Regions from separate parts of the Sus scrofa genome. Here all the other regions are linked to region 3. The links are chromatin contacts, called in public HiChIP or PLAC-seq and promoter capture Hi-C maps. All regions are on one chromosome and are shown on one strand. The core of a region is the stretch at or near the end of the contact, and the rest is flanking DNA. Distances in the headings are between cores, read along the strand shown.

The links. Promoter capture Hi-C pulls out the DNA fragments that hold promoters and counts their contacts. HiChIP or PLAC-seq counts read pairs in DNA pulled down with a chosen protein or histone mark.
Region 1: a contact with region 3 is called in a promoter capture Hi-C map of liver, with 6 times the contacts expected there. The contact joins the enhancer-like site here to the promoter of LOC110262100 in region 3. A contact is called at or near these places in 2 of 5 promoter capture datasets (fetal liver and liver), 3 of 47 Hi-C or Micro-C datasets (brain, liver and skeletal muscle) and 2 of 2 datasets of contacts at active chromatin or transcription factors (alveolar macrophages and skeletal muscle).
Region 2: a contact with region 3 is called in an H3K27ac HiChIP or PLAC-seq map of skeletal muscle, with 5 times the contacts expected there. The contact joins the enhancer-like site here to the promoter of LOC110262100 in region 3. A contact is called at or near these places in 4 of 5 promoter capture datasets (fetal liver, fetal skeletal muscle and liver), 16 of 47 Hi-C or Micro-C datasets (alveolar macrophages, embryonic fibroblasts, fetal heart ventricle and 9 more) and 2 of 2 datasets of contacts at active chromatin or transcription factors (alveolar macrophages and skeletal muscle).

What each region holds. Positions count from the first base shown.
Region 1 is chr8:48,121,999-48,126,624 of Sscrofa11.1, forward strand. All of the region lies in intron 3 of LOC110262100 (rap guanine nucleotide exchange factor 6-like), which reads left to right. Among named protein-coding and RNA genes, the nearest start is that of RAPGEF2, 59 kb to the right of the region's middle. Within about 2 kb of position 2,758, at least 4 of the 83 cell types and tissues checked have an H3K27ac peak or open chromatin away from gene starts, as enhancers often do. A contact at or near this core is called in liver, where this site is marked.
Region 2 is chr8:48,092,485-48,097,025 of Sscrofa11.1, forward strand. All of the region lies in intron 1 of LOC110262100 (rap guanine nucleotide exchange factor 6-like), which reads left to right. Among named protein-coding and RNA genes, the nearest start is that of RAPGEF2, 89 kb to the right of the region's middle. Within about 2 kb of position 1,392, at least 2 of the 83 cell types and tissues checked have an H3K27ac peak or open chromatin away from gene starts, as enhancers often do. A contact at or near this core is called in skeletal muscle, where this site is marked.
Region 3 is chr8:48,018,968-48,023,532 of Sscrofa11.1, forward strand. It overlaps LOC110262100 (rap guanine nucleotide exchange factor 6-like), which reads left to right and starts at 2,604. Exons shown (of 7, transcript XM_021101306.1): 1 at 2,604-2,757. The coding sequence starts at 2,689.

The sequences.
Region 1 (4,626 bases), core at 1,508-4,007, 100 kb after region 3:
TGGTGTAGGTCATAGATGTGGCTTGGATCCTCTGTTGCTATGGCGGTGACACAGGCTGGCAGCTGCAGCTCTGATTTGACCCCTGGTCCAGGAACTTCCATTTGCCCTGGGTGCAGCCCTAAAAAGCCAAAAAAAGGCTAATGGGGAAGCCCCTAAAATAAACACTGCTGACACTGGCAGCTGCTTCATATGAATAAGTATGAAGCACCCTGGGAACCCAGGAGGATGACTCACTTACTTGGAAGATACTGAAACATTTCTCAGGGGAAGTGGTGGTTAAACTGGAATTTAAAGGATGAATAGCAAGTTTTCTGGGTGGAAGGTCCCCTTTACGAGCTGGCACAGCAAGTTTGTCCAGCAGGTTTTTCTGGGGCCTGAGGCGTAGGTGGGACCAGGTGTGTGGTGGCTCAGCAGGTACCGCCTGGAGCCCAGGATGTGTGGGGCTGGGAGCAGAATGGAAAGGGTTGGGTCACTTGTGAGGAACCAGAACCTCAGCAGGACTGCATGGCTGGTGTGAAAGTGTCCGCTCCTAAACCTGTGCTTTTGCGCGGCAGTGTGGAGCTGCCTTCAGCTGCTGTGCCGCCAAGGGCTGGACTCTCCTGCTAAGGAACCGAGAGCTGCCCTGGGAAGTGCCTGGTGATCTCGATTCCCTAAGCTGGTGCTGACTGAGACCCAGGCGTTCCTGCATGCAGCACCCAGGCCCGCCTGTAGGTGGAGGAAGATACCCAAGTGGCTTAGGAATGAGAGCTATAGAGAAACTAGCAGAAATTAGATGGGGTGAGTATTTTGAGGTTTGGGAAACAGTGAGTGAGAAGATCACATTAAAGATGGGGTGTAGGTGTGTGTGATGTGGAAGGCGCGCTGGGAGCAGCTGTGGGTAGTGCCGAGGGGCAGGGCGGAGAGAGGGGCCAGGTCACGGGCTCTTCCTGTCCTGCCAGCTGGACCTGCCCTTCTGGGTCAGCCTGGGGGGAATGGGCTGCAGGGACCTCTCAGTCCTCATTGCTTCTGGGTCCTTCTGTCTGATCACACTGAGCGGCAAAGTGCTTGCATTACAGTGGCCTGTTTATGTTTTGTTTGCTTGTTTTTTTTTTTTTTTTTTTGGCTTGATTCATTTCCTCCTCCCTGTTGGTGACATCACATTCAGAGGCCCTCAGAGTGTCTTGTTGCACACCTGGGCTTTTGTGGCTTTCACATGTTGCTTGAAGCATTGGGGTGGGGGGTGGGGAGGTTGGAGTCAAATCAGTACCCCTTCATAGAGCTCCATCTAATGTTTGTAGGTCCTTTCTCCGAGTCCGTGAGACCTGCCTTGCTGGATGCACCTCTTTAATCTTTGGGCTTCCCTTTTCTCCCTGTTCCTGGTGATGTAAGACTATGGTATTTGGAAATGGCAAGTTAGAGTTTATCCAAGATTGCCATGTCAGCAACCCTCGGTGGGATGCCTTAGCTCATAATTTTAAAACATAAGACAACTATTTTGAGAAAAATTAAAATGACATGAGTGAATAAAGCAGATGCAACTAGTCACATCAGTAAGGACAGGATTGTAGTTTTTTCTGCCATTTGTTCCTGTTGGGGTTTGATTTTAACTTGACAAGCCCTGTACATAAGAGCGACCCAGGTTGTTGTTTAGAAGGTGAAGTGATGGATCTGCTGCCAGAGGACCGGTCCCGGGGAGCCTGGGACCACACAGTTTTGACTGGCATTCTAGGTGAGTCACATGCTCATCAGAGCTTGAGAACCACTAGACGGAATCAACTCCCAGGGTGAGTCCTAGGTAATAGGATTAATAATAACTGTTATTATACTAGTCAGCTTCTGTTAGCCTGCCACATTGCCCGTATGTCTGCAAGTGAGATCTCAGATTCATTCTGCTTCCCTCTAAGTGTGGAAAAGTTCAGTGCTGTTGCTGCTAGGTTCTCCTCCTTCACCTTTTCTTAGAAAACACACAGCCATCGCTAGGCCTGCACGGAGCCACCAGGTGGCAGCTGCACTGAGGGGAGTGTTTGCAGAGCTGGAGGGGAGGCAAGGTGTGCCTCCTGTTGAAACACTGCCTGCCTGATGCCTCTCTGCGAATGAGAGACTGAGCGGGGAGCCTGGCCGTTTCTCATGAAGTCAGGAGAATTTTCTGGCTGATTAAGTAAAACAGATTTTTTGGTGGCATCTCACAATAGGGAATTTTCAGACCAGAAACCAACCTTGGGGTACAGGAATGAGGAGAGGTGGAGGGGAGGATTTCCTGGCTTGTGGCTCTTTCCAAAACATCTTTAAAATGAGACTCAGTGTTTTTGTATTCTTAGTTCTAATTAGTTTATTTTTGTAAAGCATGAATATTTTAATTTTTATTGAAGTATAGTTGATTTACAATGTGCATTAGTTCCAGGTGTACAGCAAATGATTCAGTTATACATGTATATCTATTCTTTTTCAGATTCTTTTCCTTATAGGTTATAAGATTATAGAGTTTCCTGGGCTATATCCTTGTTGGTTATCTGTTTTATCTATAGTAGTGTGTATCTTTTCATCCCAAACTTCTAATTTATTCCTCCCTTCTTTTTCCCTTTGGTGTCCATAAGTTTGTCTTCTATGTCTGTGAATCTATTTCTATTTTACAAATAAGTTCATTTTAGATTCCATGTATAAGTGGTATCAAATGATATTTGTCTTTCTCTGGGCATACATCTTTAAAAGAGACAACTCAGTAATAAAGCCATCATGACTCCTGTTTGGCATGGCATGTTGTCAACACTCACCAAATCCAGTAAATGTTTGATCATTCTCTGCAAATATCTGCTCAAGCCAAAACAGCTCTGGTGAGTTACCATTTGAACTTTTCAATAAAGGGGGAGAAACAGCTTGTCCAGCAGGCAGCTGGAATCACCCAGTAAGTGGGAGTGGTTGAGAGGGCCAGTTTCTCAGCCTGACTTCCTCAGCTCTTTGCCGAGGTCTTCCTGATGTGAAGGAAGTCTGGGAGTGTTCAGGGGCCAGTACATTTACTGTCACAGTATCTATCTACCTTGGACTCTGGGTGTCTTTCACTTCATGTGTATTTGAAGATCAGAGCCAGGAAAGCTGAGTTTACAAACCCTGTGTTAATTTTGTCCATAGTCATTTGCCTTCAAAATGAACAGATACGGAATCAGTGACAAGCCAGGGAATATTTGTTCTACTCTCTGCATCACAGTTAATCCGGACCGTGACAGCCTTTGTTGTACTTTGCACCAAGGTAACAACTACAGAATGATCGTTGTTTGTGTGGCCGAGCATCTTTGCACAGCTCTGACCATAGGCTTAGTTAGTAAGTGGTGATCAACCCTGATTTCCTGCTTTTCTAGAATTCATTTTCCTTGACCAACCTTTTGGTGATAAAGGGAACATCATAAGTGCAAGAGCAGATTCAAATAAGTTTACAAGGTATTTCATTTTTTCTTCTTGGTATTTCAGTGTTTTATTACTTGTTAATAAAAAACTTACACCATTCTTGCATCTGACAGAACACATTTTTACTTGACGTAAATCAGAATTAGTAATAATGCTGTCACCCTATGTTAAGAAAGACAGGTACAGTTCCCCTTGTGGCTCAGTGGGTTAGGAACCCAACTAGTAATCGTAAGGATGTAGATTTGATCCCTGGCCTCACTCATTGGGTTAAGGATTTGGTGTTTCTGCAAACTGCAGCATAGGCTGCAGATATGGCTTGGATCCAGCATTGCTGTGGCTGTGGTGTAGGCCAGCAGCTGCACCTCCAATTTGACCACTAGCCTGGAAACTTCCATATGCCCTGGGTGTGGCCCTAAAAAGAAAAAAAAAAAAGGAAAGACAAGTACATTTCCTCCCCTAAACTAGGTAAATGATTGTTGATTGCAAAGCTAATGACTAAAAATTGGAGAGAAAAGGGTATAAATTCTGTTTGGAAGTAATAGGCATTTTCATTTGAGAAATAAATTTACTTTCATGGTTCCACTTGTACTAAAACTTGTTTGACAATATTTTCCTTCCTGTTTTCTTGAGGCTTTGCTGTCAAGCATTCAGTAGTTGGGAAAGTGGTAAAGGATGCTTGAGGGGAAGCAGTGATTTGCTGCTGATTTGCTTTGAAAGCAAATAGCAATGAATAGAAACAGACTCACAGACTTGGACAACAAACTCGGGTATTAAAGGGGACAGGTGGGGGAGGTGTGGACTGGGGGTTTGGGATTGGCATATGCACACTGAGTTATTTGGAATGACTGGCCAATGGGGACCTGCTGTATAGCACAAGGAACTCTATCCAATATTCTGTGATAACCTATGTGGGAAATGAATCTGAAAGAATTGAATGTGTGTAAATGTATAACTGAGTCACTTTGTTGTACAGCGGAAATTACCACAGTTTGTAAATCAACTACTTCAGTAAAACTTTAAAATATGAAAAAAATCGCATTCATGTAAAAAAGGGCATGAATAAAAAATTTAAGAAGAAAAAAGAAAACTGTAGCTTAATGTAATTTTATTTTTCTTATTATCATAAAAGCATCTTTTCTCTTAAGTTCGTGAGCCCACCCTAGTTCTTTTTCTATGAAATTGGTTCATAAGTTTCAGCCAATTTTTAGTGAGTCGTGGGATGTTTTCTTACCTAGAAGAGGTTTATTA
Region 2 (4,541 bases), core at 142-2,641, 72 kb after region 3:
CCTTGTGTACTGTTGCCTCAAATAGAACATGTAAATGGGCCACCTGGCACAAAGTTTTAATTCTTTCGGATGTGATGGATTTTTTTTTTCTTTTTTTTTAAGGGCTGCACCTGTGGCATATGGAGGTTCCCAGGCTAGGGGTCGAACCAGAGCTGCAGGTGCTGGCCTACACCACAGCCACAGCCATGCCAGATCTAAACCTCATCTGTGACCTATACCACAGCTCACAGCAATGCCGGATCCTTAACCCACTGAGCGAGGCTGGGGATTGAACCTGCATCCTCATGGATCCTACTCAGATTCCTTTCTGCTGATCCACGATGGGAACTCTGTGTGATGGATATTTTAAAGTCAGTACGTTTTGGAGTTCCTGTCAGTGCATCAGTGGTCTGAGCCTCAGCACCAGCCAAGTACAGAAGTTGGTGTAGCCATTGGCCATGGAGCCCTCTGCTGCTCAGGTTCTGGAATTCTGCAATTCTAGACATTTCCTAGGGTTTATGGGGAGGAAAAAAGGTGCAAGAGTGGGTCCCTCTCTGGGAGCACATGGTTTTACCAGTATTGCCCATATTGAATTGTCCCCACAGACGTTTCATTTGTTTGTTGAAAAATACCAACAATACAAACGAACATACAGTCAGTTCCTTGTGAGTGATGTATCGGTAAGTGCTTGGGAGATAAGGGGAAAGGAGAGCATGGTAGGGGGTTCTGAAAAGGCTTCTTGGGGGATGTAAGTACAGGTATCCGGGAAGATGGGCAGGGCAGGAGGCTGGGATGGGAATCTCAGCTGTGGGGTGTTAAGAGCACAGGATGCTTGTATGATGAGATTCAAATTGGTGATGGAAGGAAGTGTCCCCTGGTGGAAGGGACAGTCTATAAAGCTGGCCAGGGTCCCTAATTTTGTTCATGTTGTGCATGGGAAAAGGGGAGAAAGCTCTGAAACTGCCATGCCATTGGAAATGGAATGAAAAAACAATAAGACACTTAACAGGACTGAAGAGAATAGAGCTGCCACAAAGTAGCAAGTACACACACAATGGAAGATAACTTCTCGGATGACTTCTCAGGTTTTCACTGGGCCACTTAAATGTGGGCCCGAGGAAGAGAACTAGAATGTTGGAGGGCACAGTGTTGAGAGGTTAAGAATCTGGAGGTGTGGTGGTTGCGTGCAATTCAGTGTTGAATGAATGGCTCGCTCAGTTCAGAGAGGACATGCAAAAGGTGTTAGGGAAGAAAAAGTGCTCCTTCCAGTTTTTTCTGTTCCTTTTAAACTGGTAAACATTTTTGATTTTCACTCAGGGTACTGCTGCTGCAGGCTCAGCATGAGGTGAGTGTGGGGCGGGCGGGGTGAGGGGATGTTGACTGGCATACAAGCCTGGTGTGTGTTTCAGATGGTGGCCTGACATTCTGCCCATGGGGAACTGGCCTCCTCCGCCGATTCCCGTGCACATGTTGGTAGAATCCCCACTGTCGTGGTGAAGCAGGGGATTTTGAAGGCTACATGTGGATCCTTTCAATGACATCTGATATTGACTTTCATAAATAGAGCAATGCCTTGGGTCCAGGAGGATAAGAAAAGTAACAGCATTTATCTGCCATATATTTTGTGTGTGGGGGGGAGGGGTTAAGGAGCGTTGAATGACACATAGGTACAAGTAGTCTAATACAGTTGATTTAGTAATTCCGTAATTATCTGATGTTTATTTAGTAACATCTTCTACTAAAAATGAGGATCAGCTATAATTAAGTGAAATTTGAAATAAGTCTGGGGTTAATATATCTAAATAAATATTATCCTTAACATTTATCACATTACCGAGTAATACCTTTCTTTTAAAAACCCGTGTTGTTGCTCAAAAGAACATTTTAGACCGTATCTTGGTGTTATTATCAGAGTTGCTTAGTGAACCCCCACAGGAGTCTTTGCATCATATAATTGTATTTCACTTTTGATCCCACTGGAGCTTAAATGACCAACTTGTTCACTAGGCTTAGTTCTGGGTGAATGTTCTCAAAAGCCAAATCTCCCAGAATTACAGCTAGTGAAGGTGAATGTATTTACAGATATATTTTTAATTTTATTTTTTGTTAAAAGTACAGTTGATTTACAATGTTGCACATATTTCTACTCTACAGCAAGGTGACCCGGTCATGCATATATCTGCATTCTTTGTTATATTCTTTTCCATCATGGTCTATACCAGGAGACTGGATATAATTCCCTGTGCTGTATAGTAGTACCTCATTGCTTATCCATTTAAAATGTAATAGTTTGCATCTACTAACCCCAAACTTCCAGTCCATCCCATTCTCTGCCCCTCCCCCTTGGCAACTACAAGTCTGTTCTCTATTCTGTGAGTCTGTTACTGTTTTGTAGATAGGTTCATATGTGCTGTATTTTAGATTCCAGATATAAGTGACATCACATGGTATTTGTCTTTCTCTTTCTGACTTAACCAAGTGTGATAATCTCTGGTTGGATCCAGGTTGCTGCAAATGGCATTATTTTATTCTTTTTTATGGTTGAGTAGTATTCCATTGTAGGTATATAGTAGATCTTCTTTATCCATTCATCTGTTGATGGAGATTTAGGTTGTTTTCATGTTTTGGCTATTGTGAATAGTGCTGCAGTGAACATAGAGGTGCATGTACCTTTTCAAATTATATTTTTGTCCAGATATATGCCCAGGAGTGGGATTGCTGGATAATATGATAGTTCTATTTTAGTTTTCTGAGGGACTGCCATACTGTTCTCAATGGTGGTTATACCAGTACAGCTATTAAGCACATATAGTTTATATATAGGGACAACTGCTAGGACTTTATTCTGTGTAACAGTGAGAGAGCAGAGATGTTCCCCACCTTCACTTCTCCTCTGTCCAAATCTCCCCTGTTCATTGTAGGTTTGCACTTGGCTTTGACAGCAGACAGGATGCAGGGGAGTGGGCGATGCCAGGCCCCACCAAATTCAGCATAGCCGGTGGTTCTGCTAAGCTGGGTTTCATCCCCAGGGGCGTGCAAATTTATTTGACTTAAATTTTTTAACAATTGCACCTGTGGCCTATGGAAGTTTCCAGGCTAGGAACTGAGTTGGACCTGCAGCTGCAGGCCTGCACCACAGCCACAGCAATGCTGGATCTGAGCTACATCTGTGACCTACACTGCAGCTTGCAACAACACCAGATTCTTAACCCACTGAGCGAGGCCAGTGATTGAACCCCTATTCTCATGGATGCTAGTCAGGTTCATTAACCACGGAGCCACGATGGGAACTCCTCAAGCTATAATAACTTTAAATAACAAGAAAAATACTCTTGGGCAATGACACCACTTTTTCTAATGGTGAAGGGGCTTGAAGCTAAATACAGGGTCTAATCATGTTTTCTTATATATGGTGGGTTCTTAACGGCATGCTGGGAAGGGTGAGGCTATACGTATTTGTGATTCTCGTTGTCATTAGCTCACACATGGTAAGAGGACTATGGGCTCTCAAGAGAATTTAGATAAATGACTTGATCAGTACTGGGCATTGCTTGTTGAATTTGGGAGGTAGAACGCTTGTTTTCTGATGCCAGGACGGATGCCTGAATTTTTCTCTGGCACCGTCGTCGTCGTCTGAGAGGGTGTCTGATCTGTTGAAGTGGTTGACTGGCTCTGAGGACCAGGACCATGCTGCACTGTCTCTGGGTCCCAAAGATGAAGCCCAGCTCAGGGCCCTTGGTGCCTGGGCTTTACCTGTGAACCTGGGGAAGGGATAATGTCTTGGGAGAGTTCTGTATCCCAGAGATTTCTGCTCTGCCCCCATCGCTGCTGGGACTTGGGACTAAATAGAAGTTGTCATTGGTATTAGGAAAAATAGTTGTGTTGAAGATACTTTGTCACATTTCAAATACAGCTGTTCGCTGCTTAAGTTGATTGCCATTAGTGCTTGCAGTGATGGGTTTTACTTTAAAACCAGAAATCACCTAAAAAACAAAAAAAGAGAAACTATGATGTTGGTCGCCCCAGGGTCTCTGTAGCTTGGCCAACTCCACCCCTTGGCCCTTTCTGCCTTGGGTTTCCATAACTGCCCTTAAAGAAGTTATAATAGGTAGCTGGTGCTCAAAAAAGTACTTCAATTAGGAACTATCATCACCTGCAGTTCATTGGTGAGCAGCTGGCTGCAGAGGCAGGGTGGCTGCTTGGGGACACGGGGCCAGGCTAGGGACTCGGTCAGTGGGCCTGGTGACTGGAGAGCCCAGGGTGAATAGGGGCCAGCAGGGCTCACACCCATTGCTCACCCTGCCCAGAACACCTGCCACATTTCTGCCAAGCTTCCATTCCATTCCAAGGTCCAGCATTCCACCAGAAAATTCTAAGGTCAGAGGTTTTTTTAATAAAAATTTATTGAGGAGTTCCCATTGTGGTGCAGCAGAAACAAATCCAACTAATATCCATGAGAATGCACGTTCGATCCCTGGCCTCGATCAGTGGGTTGGGGATCAGGTGTTTCAGTGAGGTTGTAGAGGAAGTTCAGATCCCAAGTTGCTGTGACTGTGGTGTAG
Region 3 (4,565 bases), core at 1,354-3,853:
ATATGACATTAGCTGGAATGGGGAAGTCTGTGGGTGGGGCACCTCTGGGGCAGAAGATCTGGAGTCTGGTTTGCACATGTTAATTCTGAGATGTCTGCTAGACACCAGATGGAGATGTCAGGTATATTTTCTCACTTCATTGGATTTGATTTTTTCATTGCCTCTCTTCCAGAGCTGTAGTAACACTTTTTAAAGGTGGGGAGGTCTATGTCAAAGAATTTGATGCTGAGAGTTCCCTGGTGGCTCAGTAGATTAAGGATCCATCTTTGTCACTGCTGTGGCTCTGGTTGCTGCTGTGCCTCAGGTTAGATCCCTGGCCCCAAAACTTCCACGTGCTGTGGGTGAAAGCCTGCAAGCCTGCTCCTTCCCCCACCCCTCCCGAGTTGATGCTGGGCTTCAGCTAAGGGAAAGGAAGGAAATATGGGGGAGCATGCAGGGCAAAGGTCTAGAGATACAATTTGTAACTCAGATTCAGTTTCAGAAGGTTGGGCAGAAACAATCTCTTCTCCAGGAAGGTACACAATCTGTTTAATGTCACTCAGGTGACTTAAGGACCCTATCCCAAGTACTTAAACTAGATGTTGCAAAAGCATGTTTGAAAATTTGAAAAAACTTCAGCGTGATGGTCATGAAAGTAACAATCTTCCTGTAAGTATGGCCTCCATACTGACAGCAAAGCATGAACTTATTGGGGGTTAGGGAAGAGGAGGCAGTTAAAAATAAAACCCTAGGATCAGAACTCCAGAGCCCGTGCAGCAGCTTGGCTGACCTTACACACCTTGACCTGGCTCAGCGAGGAGGAGGACGGGGGCGGGGTGGGGGGGAAGCAGCAGGCGCCGTAATATCTTTAAAGGGCTCTGTCCTAGAGCTCTCTGCACCAAGAGAGTCAGGCTTGGATCCGGTGTCTGGAGGTTTACCTTGCCTAATGAGAAGCCACATCTGCCAGTGTCTCTGATTATGCCACAGAACTTGCGGTCGGGGTCTCGCGCAAAAGACTGATCACCTTCAGATCTGGAGTGTGTCTGTCTGGGAGGTGTTTGGTCTAGTGTTGGAACTGGCATGTTTCCAGCTCCTTAGTTTCGTGGTCATTTAAGCGTCTGAAGGTGCCTGATGGGCACGGAAGACAGGAAGGGAACTCTTTCCCTGCATTAAGTTACAAATAAGCAAAATAAATCCTCTGAAGATTTACCGCTTTTGAAACAACTCGGGAGCCAAGCCTTAGGTTCAAAACGGATGCCCAGGGAGGCCCAAGCAGCGGGCCGGACTCCTGCTCCGGGTTAACTTTCAGCCCCAGCGGCCGAGGCCTGGCGCCAGGAGTCGTCTGCAGAGGCGACCAGACGCGGCAGGGTCCCTCGGGATCCGGGCTGGGGTGTGGGTAGGGGGCGCGGCGTGAGCGGGGGAAGGGGTGGGGAGCGGGGAGAAAGGAGCCTGTGCCTTCCGCCTGGGCGCGCCGCCTCCTGCAGGCCAGGAGATGCGGGGCCCTGTCAGCCCGGCCTCAAGGGGGACGACCCTTCGCCGCCCCGGGACGCTGAGCACCTGGACGCGGCCGAAAATGCCGCTCGGGAGTGAGGGCGCGGCCGCCTGGCCAGAGTCAGGGTGCGGAGGGCGGGACCCGGCGCCGCGGGCGCCCCGCCCCCGCCGACGCGGCGCACTCAGACTGGCCGCCGGTCCGTCACTCACGCTTCACCATGGTTGCAGCACAAAGCGACCGGCCCCGGAGGCCGCTTCCTCCCTGAGGAGCGGCTGGGCTGCCGTGAAGGCGCAGGAGGAGGAAGAGGTGGGGAAGAGGAGGGGAGTCGCCGCTTCCCAAACACTCTCCGGGGGGCTCTGCGCGACGCCCGCCGCTGGGAGTCCGGACCCGGCTGCCCGTGGCCCCTTCCCTCCTGCGCCCGTGCAGACCGGGAACAAAGTTGCCGAGAGAAAGCGGCCGAGGGCGCAGCCCGGCGGTGCTCTCTGGCCGCTCCGCGCGCGCCGATGGGGGGAGGCGGCGACGGCGGAGCGCACGGCGGCGGCGGCGGCTGAGGCGGCGGCAGCGGCAGCGGCGGCAGGGCGGCCCGAAGGGATGCAGCAGCAGCAGCAGCAACAGCAGCAGTCGGGGGGCACGGCCGAGCGCAGTAGACAGAGCCCCGGCGCGGCGGGGACGGCGGCCGAGGCCATCCCGCTTCGCAGAGCCCGGACCTGAGACGGCCCTCGGACGGCGGCCGCGGCGCCCCGGTGCCCGAGTGCTTCCAGCAGACCCGAGGCAGCGGCGCGAGCCCCCGAGAGAAGCCAGGGGGAAGGAGGCCTGGGCGCCCGTAGCCTCCCCTTTCACCGCCGCTCTAACTCCCTAAAAATAACTCAGGCCCGGCGGGGCCGGGAGGAGCCGCCAGAGTCCCCGAGAGGAGCCGGGGAGGCGTGTCGAGCCAGGGCCCGGAGGGAGCCTTGCCGGCCGCGCGGCACAGAGGAAGCAGAAGGTTCCCGGCCGCCCGGCGCCGCAGGGACCCTCGGGCCTCGTGCGCCCCCCGCCCCGCCGCGCGCCCCGGGCTCGGCCGCCCCGCCGCCGCCGCCGCCGCGGTTTGGCTGGTTGGCCAGAGGCGGGCGGGCGGAGCGCGCAGGGCGGAGGCGGCGGCGGCGGCAGCGGCGGCGGCGCTGGGCCGGGAGGAGGCGGCCGAGGGCGCGGAGCGGCCCTGCTCCCGGCCGCGGGGGGAGATGGCGTCCTACGTGGATAACAGCTTCCGCCAGGCGGTGATGAAAAACCCCGCGGAGAGGACCCCTCAGGTGAGCCCTGCGCCGGCTGCATCCTCCCTGCCCCCACCGCCGCGTCGCGGCTAGGTTGGCGCACCCGCGCCCAGGATCAGGACCCCAACTTGCAGCGGCATCCGGTCTTCATCTTACCCTGGCTATTCTGGCTGTATTTGCCCCCATTCTCGAGTCTTTCCTCTTCTCGCCGCCCTCCCCGTAACTGACCTGTCCCAGCGTTTGTCCCGCAGGGCAGGGCGGTCTCTCCCGAGTGTGCCCTCTTCACAGCCGCGCTCGGGCCTGTGAGTCTCTTGGAGTTGGGGTGGGAGTCCCCTCCCCTCGGCCGGCCACTTCTGCCACCTTGGCCGCAGGCTCCCTTCCTCCCGGGAATGTGGTCCTTTCTACCTTAAGAGTTGTTGGGTGTTTACATAGGTAGTGAGGAAACTTGTAGGGCTCTGCAAAAGACAGATCCGTGGTGGCCTTCTCAGGTAAAACGTTGAAATGTTTGTGTGTTTACTATTTTGCTTTTTTTGCCAAAGGGATGCTACTTTAAAAGGAGGGGGGGGGGAGTTGAATAGCTGGGTTTGTGCTTTTAGTTTCAATTGCAGACAGAGCTGCAGAGCAGGCATATTCAAATACCACCCCCCCCCCCGCCCCCGGGAAGGGCGCCCTGCGGATTCTTTCGGTGTTGCACAACCTTGTCAAAATTAGATAAGTTTGTTAACCTTTATACATTCGTGTACCTTCAGGCTTATTTTTCTGTGGCTTGAAATGGAAGAATTGATGATGGTGTTGGATTTTGTCGTCTCAAGTTGGACTAGAGAGGAGGACATTTTTTTAAAAATGTGGTTGTTTGATTTTTCTGCTTTTAGTTGTTGACTGGATAATGACGCATGTTCCTAAGCTTTGGGATGGTGACTACAGGGGATCCTGCTGCCAACCGTCTTAAGACAAATAAGCCCTCCTGATCCTTGGTCCATCAGACACTGAGCATCTAAGGCACGAAAGAGTTGCTTCTCTTGTTAGGTGTTGGATGCCATCTGTTCAAATCCAAATGCTCTTCTTCTCTTCCATTGATTGTGCTTATTTAGTGTGGGGAGAAGAGAATAACGTAGAATCTTCCGCTGGCTGCCTTTGGACAAGGCCCAGGAATGACACCTGGTACCGTTTTTTGATGTTTCATTTTTTTTTTTTTTCTGATGGAGCGGTCTCATCTGGGGATTGTAGATAGATTGCACATATTTACCCAACGTGTGGAAGCTGGGTGATCATTTTACAAGAAAATTCATTTCACAGTGTCCCCAGAAAGTTCATATTTTAAAGGGTTATTTTATTCTAAACAAAGAATGTCCTGCTTTGATCTTGTGACACTGCCTGTCCTGTGCCTTCCTCATCTGCTGTTTTACACTTGTCAATCTTCTGCATCTGAAATGCACGTTCCCAGTCACAGTGTGTTGGAAAAGCACATTTCAGTGAAATATTTTGGTGCCTTTCAGTGTTAGGGGTGCCAAGTGAAATTGCACATGCTGAGAATATTAGAACCTAACAAGGCCAGTCAGAAAATGATGTCAGAGGCCTTTGGTGGAAATTGGGGGGAGGGGGTATCTTAGGTTGGTTGGTTAGAATAGTAATGACTGGAAACCTAGTGTCAGGTGGGTGGGAGGGGGAGGGTCACTAAACAAGACCAGAAGAGACAAAACCTCCACTGTGACGGCATCTGGATTGTGCCAAAGAAATGAACTGTTAAACTTTCCTGTTTCCGTGCCAGTTGTGGAGAATAGATTGCAAACCGACCAGCATAGAACTTGGCCTGAGTCAGAAGTGGGCCAGTTACTAACACCACAATG